2 separate regions of the Oryctolagus cuniculus genome follow, and region 2 is linked to region 1. A link is a contact called in public Hi-C data. All regions are on one chromosome and are shown on one strand. The core of a region is the stretch at or near the end of the contact, and the rest is flanking DNA. Distances in the headings are between cores, read along the strand shown. Region 1 overlaps FBXW11 (F-box and WD repeat domain containing 11). Region 2 holds the start of FBXW11 (F-box and WD repeat domain containing 11).

Region 1 (3,282 bases), core at 619-3,118:
GGGCCCCAAGGACTTGGGTCATCTTCCACTGCTTTCCCAGGCCATAGCAGAAAGCTAGATCGGAAGTGGAGCAGCAGGGACTTGAACCGGCACCCATATGGGATGCTGGCACTGCAGGTGGCGGTTTTACTCACTGCACCACACGCCAGCCTCTCTACCAGTTCTTAATACCACCGCACTGGCAACCAAGTCCCCTGCATGTGTACCCTTCAGGGACAAACCACATCTGCACCATAGCACAGGTAAGAGGGGAAAGATGGATTAATGCAGGATGGGGATAGGCGTTTTGATACTGATGATGAGAGCAGGTGTCTCCAGATCTTAGATAATGTCTTAAAAACAAGGTTGGTCAGTTCTCTCACCTGGATGTCCTCTCAGGAGTCATGCAGTATACAGCGTGGATTGTTGTACATTTAGAATGACAGCCTTGTAAGACAGAATACCATTTCTTAAAAGTTTTCTGACTGGATATCTTTGGTTAACTGTCTGTAGACCACCGGCATTGAAATAGATTTCGAGTGTCTTTGTCAGCTCAGAAGTAATCCGTACTCTGATAGCTGCCTTAACCCCACCTGCTCTCTAGATTCTTTGAAGGAGAATGACCTGGCATCATGGGGCAAGTTGCTGTGAACAGATCTGCGGAAATGCCCATATTCTGTTTGAGGTGGCCTGGAGGAGAGATGATCGAGAAGCTTGGGTGCTTTATTGCTAATTATACATTGGCTGCATTTCAAAAGATACAATAGGCGGAAAGAATAAAATAAAAATCACTTGTAGTTAATTCTGGATGTTTTTGAATATTTTGTATTTATTAAATAAAAATGGGATCATAATATAAGATCTGATTTATTGTCTTTATTCACTTACAGTTCCTGGGCCTCTTCTAGTGTGTTGGAACTTTGTTTTCATATACTGTGAATTTTTTTCCTGTGTCTATAAAGATAAATAAATTTCTGCCTCGTGAAGATACAATATTCTGCTTTGTAGTTATGTCTAATTTCTTGAAACAGCCCCTATTGTTGGTGTTTTTCCTTTGCTGTTGTGAACAGTGAAGTGGTAAACATCTTCTTAGCTGTATTTCTGGAAATATCTTAATTTTTTTCCTTGACAGCATTTCTTACATGTGAAATTGCTGAGTCAACTGATGTGCACGTTTTTCTCGTCTTAAATATGTACTGTGAAGTTGCACACCAGAGATTGTACCAATTATACCCCCTTCAGCAGTGTAGATGAATGACAAGTTGACAGGATTTGAAAATAAATGAGGGGAACTTGCTATTTTAGGGAGTTTAATATCAAGCAGAGGAAATGGCAGGCGACATACATTTGGGAGGAAACAAGGGTTCTGGATCAGATAGAATTCAGTTCTGCTACTTTTGATCTCTGACAAGTTATTTGATATCTTTCACAATCAGTTTCCTCTGTAAAACTTGGATTCCTGTCTGCCCGGTGGAGGTGTAGGAATGGAAAAGTACGTTATGGTATAGCTCTACAGTTCTGTTTGCATCCCCTTCCCAATTTGATCTTATTTTTTGGAAATTTTCATAACATTGATCATTTGTCTTGAAAATGAAGTTAAACTTAAGAGTTGTGGTTTTCCTTAGTACTGAACAACATTCCTAATAGAACCACAGATGTTAACTGACAAAGGCCCAGATGTACTTAATTAAACTGTTGTTAAATTCTGTCTAGTCTCAGGATTTATGGATCTTGGATAAACTTCATTGGGATTGGGTTCAGACTGATCTGACTTGGAGCTTGCTGGGGGAATCTGTAACTCCTTGGCAAGTGAACCTCAGACTGGTCCTAGCACAACTGAGGACCCATGTGGCTATGCCGGAAATAGATTATTTTGTTACATCCTGTTCTGTGTCATGCTGCTTAGAATAGAGATGCCACTTCCCCCTCCTACATCTAATCCTTCTCCTCTCCAGGTTCTGTGAGAGCTCTGAAAAGTCTGGTGACATTTTTGAATCATGGATGATGATAGTTGTGAAACGGACAAGTTTGATTTTTTTCCTTTGGATTTCCTCAAGAATAAAACACTATGATTTTGATATTCACTGCTCTTTCTGAGGGTTACTAGGGAAAATATTTTTTCTAGCACTTAGCATTTTAACTCAGTTTAACTATAGATGTTTAAGATAAGCTCCAAATTCTTTGGAAAAGAATGTGTTTTTGTTTGAACTGTCAAGTTACTGTTGATAATTAAAATAATGCATCACTTTAAATTACATAAGGTAGTGTTCGAGTATTACATAAGTATTAAGTGGTCACTGACCAAAAAAAATCAGAAAATGTGGGCGCATACAAATTTAAAAAGAAACTGCCTTTTATCCAGGTCTCAAAGAGGACTATGAAGATCATATTGGTTTTGTTAGCTTGTGGGTTCTGGTGTCTCATGTGATCTTACAAGATAAAATAATTGTTTGAATATTAAAATAATTTTCAAAAAGAGGTTGTGTTTAGGGAAAGTATGGTATAGGACTCTGAGTCCTGATTCCACTATTGTTTGCCTGTGTTTGAACTTCTAAAACTTGGCAGATAGTAAACTTTGGTTTTCCTCATTCTTCTCATACTTTTTTGCTTTTCACCTTCTTTCCCTTTTCTGCTTTTCACCATGCCCTTTTCTTCCCATCAAGTGTATCTCAGCCTGAAAATAACCTGTGCTGTATGGTATAGCAAACGACAAATAAGTATATGATTCTAGAATATAGGTGCAAAGAGTTAAACAATTAACTTTCTTGGTTGTGTGTCACATGTTTATTGTCAAATTCTGATATAATAAGATCTTATATAGATAAGAAGGTGTTTTACATTTGAAGGCCATGGGCCAATATTCAGTTCTTTAAAAGACTTTGAAAAATGCCTTTAAATTGTGAGTTAACGTTTATTCTACAATGTGAATAATATATAATGGTTTGTTTCCAAAACAGTACAATTCAACATTTATACATGTACATGTATTGAAATGTCACATTGTACCCCATAAATATGTCCATACAAAATATTTAATATATGTCATATATTGCAAATGTAGTATACTATGTAACATATTTTACTATGTGTTAATAAGAATGAAAATATATGTAACAGAAAGCAATACAATTATTTTGGTGATAGTTTGCCATTTCTTATAAATTGCCATCAAGCATTTTTTTCTTTCTTTTTTTTTTTTGTGATTTTTTTTTTTTTTGACAGGCAGAGTGGACAGTGAGAAGGAGAGACAGAGAGAAAGGTCTTCCTTTGCCGTTGGTTCATCCTCCAATGGCCACCGCAGCC
Region 2 (3,689 bases), core at 466-2,965, 43 kb before region 1:
GTGTTCCAACCAAGGCCCAGATACAGCAGCACTGCCTCTGGTGAAATTCAGGCAGTAAGTTAGTGGTGGCAACTGTTTAATTCCGGTTTCTTCCTATTGCTTTTCTTTCAATTTCTTGGTGAAAAGCACCAGATAAGGACAATGAAACTTCAAACTCTACCTGCATGAAACTTAACACTGTCTTCAATGCATACAAATCACTGCAATAATTTAGCTCTCGGAAATGCAAACACTTCTAGGTCATCCAGTCCCTTTGCTTTACAGGTGTGAGAATGAAAAAACACTTGAGGAAAATGGAAAGCACTTGGAAGCTGGCCTGGTACAATCATCCAGGCTGTAACATCAGTAGATGACAGCTGACCGCTAGGCCTCGTACACTCATGTAGAACACGAATCATTGGACAGAACATTAACATCAGACAAGGCCAAGCTGTGACCAGGAGTGGTCAAGACAAAAACCGAGACCATCCTTAATCATGCCTGAATGCAGATAAAACACCAATGTTGTCCAAACCACAAAAAATGACCAAACACCCATTCCAGTTAGTTGGAGGGGGCTGCTGCTCCTTTACCAACTAAAGCTTAAGCCTCTACCCAAAATTCCCTTCCTTCTGATAAGATTTATTGAGATGGACGATCAACGAATGACCACCACTGCCTGACAGTCTCGACGGCCTCAAGTCTCCCGGATCACCTTCCTGAGACGCCCTCCTCCGGCTTCTCCTGGTGTGTGCTCTCACTCACTTCAACTAGCAGGAAAAGCAATGCGTTCAACCCTCCGTGTGTTCCCGCTGGGTTCTGGTCAGAGGAATGGCGAAGTCTGCAAAGTCAGGAGGCTGAGTTCAACTGAGAGGAGTCTCCAAGTTTTGCTTCTGAGCACCTGCCATTCTTCCCGTTCGTGTCTGCCGCCTTCCTCTCACAATTAAACTCCACGAGAACAGAGTCATGTTGAGAGCTGACTCCCTGTGCCTACAGCTGTACGCGGCAAAGGTGGATGCTTACAAAGCAGCTCTGAACGAATGAATGAGGAAGAGCGGCTCAGCCCACGCACGTTCCCTTTGGTCTCTCAGCTCCTAATCCGTGGGGCAGCCAGACAGGCCCACAGCACGTCAGCATCCCCCTTCCCCAACTTCATCTCCAGCCCCCTCAGTCCTCCCATACCCTTCCAGCTGCTTCCCTCGGTCAAGCTTCTCTCTCTTGCCGTCCTCTTCCCACACTTGAGCCCCAAGAGCCCACCTTCCTAATGCACTCAATCCATCAGTCTCCACCACCTCCCCCTCGCCCTCCCCCAAGCACCGGCGGACCCGAAGCCTCGCTACTTAGGCGTCGAATGGGCACTGCAGACACCCATCGCGCATGTGCGGAAACTGGTCGCACACGCAGGATCTCTGACAAGCGGGGAGTCGTCTCCGAGTTTCCGTCCCGGTCTCCGCAGCCTTAGGCTGCCAGGAAGTCAAGAGAAGGCAGCCGGAAGGAGAACCTGCGCGCAAGTCTTTCTGGGACATGTAGTCGTGGCGCTCCCGAGACCCTACCCCGAGCCAGCCCTTAATTCTTCTGGTCTGTACGTCCCGCGTTCACAGGGCAGTGCTACTTTCGGCTCAGAATTGGCTTCCGGCTATCAGGAAAGCTCGGCTCGGGGTCGGCTTCTCGTTCCCACAACGCTCTGCGGGGCCCGCGGCGCCTGCTGGGAGCTGTAGTGCCCGCCGTGCGTACTGCGTTCGCCGAGGGGGAGGGCGGAGCTGCCGGCGGCCCGGGCGGGCTGGCAGCTAGAGTGGGTGCGAGAGCCGCCTCCGCCTCTGCAGCCTCCGCCGTCGCCTCCTCCGCCCGGGCCGTTCGCTGCTGCGCGGGGAGAGCGAGGCGGGGCCGCCGGGGCCGCCATGGAGCCCGACTCGGTGATTGAAGACAAGACCATCGAGCTCATGGTGAGTGCGGCCCGCTGGACCGTCCGTTCTTCCGTCCGTCCGGCCCCAGGCGGGCCTGCCCACCTCAACGTCCGGCGCGAGGCTGGCCTTGGCCCTTCCCCGCCGCCTCGGCCCAGATCCGGGCCAGCCGTGTCCTGGCCTCGGGCCCAGCGCGGTGCCTCCCGATCCCTCGAGATCTCAGGCCGGACTTGGCCCGGCCCCCTCCATGCCCCTCGGTTCTCCCCCCACCCCCCCCCGTCCCTGTCCCGTCTCCGGCCCATCTTTCGGAACGACCCTCGCTCGTTCATGCTGTAGCTTTAGGTCACATCGTGCTAGCATCTCATTCTCTTTCTTTTAGGAGGCGATCATCCCCCCCCCCCCCCCCCCCCGCGCGCGCACCTTGTATTTCTCTGGCTCAGGCCCGCACCGCGCTTGCAAGCACCACTTAGGCCGAATGAGGTGGTGGTGGGAGAGAGTACAGAGGAGATCGTTACGGGCTGCCTCGGCCTCCGGGTCCTAAGAGGGGTCTCAGCACCCTCTCTCCAGCCCAGGGCTGTGTGGATGCCTGGGATAGGCCCTACAGGACTGGGGAGGTGGGGAGCTCTCTGATCAGAGGCTGTTACGGATCAGGGGCCTCTTCCCTGGGCTCCTGTGGTGTCAGGCTTCTCGGACAAAGGGTTTCCTACCCAGCCGAGAGGGATGTTTGCACAGCGAGGCCCCAGGTACTCTGGATTCCATCCCCTTGGAAAGGGAAACCATAACTTCACGTTTCCTTGAGCTGCTTTGGGAAATTGGGGGTGGGGTGGGGGGTGGAGCGAGGCGACCGTCGAGCTCATCACTGCCGCCAATTCTTTCTTCTCTCTAAAAAAAAAAAAAAAAAAAAAAAGAGGGGGGGAGGGTTCCTTGGCCCCTGGGGGGAGCGACCATTCTTCTGTTAGAAGCCATTGGCTGATACTCCCCGGTTCACGGACACCCTCCTCCCCTTTCCGTCTACGACTTGGATCCAGAGGAGTTTTTAGAAACAGGACCATGCGAGAGTGGCTAGCAGAAGTGAAGAATTTGCTAATTGGCGGCCGATGTGGTGGAGGAAATAAAATATGGCAGGAATTACCTGCCAATTGAAGATAAATCAAACGGGGCTCTGGAGGGAAGGAAGTCTTTGCTTCAGCAAACGACCATGCCCAGGGATTCTTCCTGTAGAAGCCTCGACAGTTTCTTTGTATCTCTCCCAAGACTGTAGCAACTTCAACCCTGGTAGGGTGGAGAGAGAAAAGGCTAAAGAATCTACTTAACCCAGCAAAATGTTTTCCTAGCCAGATTTTCTCCAGTGTGAAAATGTTTATTGAGTCAGTGATTCCACTGGGTAGGGTTGGTGACATCAGAGCCACTTCCCCCATTTAATGCTATAAATAATAAATGGTGACACTGAAAGTCTGTGGGGTAGCTGCATGGTGTCTGTGGATGATGGCATCTGGGGAGTTGAGATACAGGTCTTAAAAATGGAAGTACAGTAGCGTAAATTCTGAGGCAGCTTAATATTTACTGTCCTCTGCATAACTTACAAAGCTGGACTTCCTCAGCACTCTTGAAAACTAGGGAAAAAATTCTGATAGTTCCCAGTTCTTGCGTATGGGTGTGTGTGCACATGTGCCATTGTTTTCAAAGGGTTAATGTCAACTTGGGTTTTTGTTTGATCTTCATTTACTGAGTGATTTTCCTTTTCAGCCTACTTTATCAAACCACTTAGTCAAGTGTTTCGTATTCTGCTACTTTTGTAGTGGGTAATTT

What was found. A called contact is a pair of places that touch in the nucleus more often than the background predicts.
Region 2: a Hi-C map of embryonic fibroblasts shows a contact between it and region 1, with 1.6 times the contacts expected there. The contact joins the promoter of FBXW11 here to the enhancer-like site in region 1. A contact is called at or near these places in 2 of 6 Hi-C or Micro-C datasets (embryonic fibroblasts and psoas muscle).

What each region holds. Positions count from the first base shown.
Region 1 is chr6:58,650,352-58,653,633 of mOryCun1.1, reverse strand. The region is part of intron 1 of FBXW11 (F-box and WD repeat domain containing 11); the gene reads left to right. Among named protein-coding and RNA genes, the nearest start is that of FBXW11, 43 kb to the left of the region's middle. Within about 2 kb of position 1,868, at least 1 of the 8 cell types and tissues checked has an H3K27ac peak or open chromatin away from gene starts, as enhancers often do.
Region 2 is chr6:58,692,855-58,696,543 of mOryCun1.1, reverse strand. FBXW11 (F-box and WD repeat domain containing 11) reads left to right here and starts at 1,715. Exons shown (of 13, transcript XM_002710378.5): 1 at 1,715-1,922. The coding sequence starts at 1,878. LOC127490551 (a long non-coding RNA gene) reads right to left here and starts at 1,512. Exons shown (of 2, transcript XR_007918551.2): 1 at 1,305-1,512; 2 at 1-820.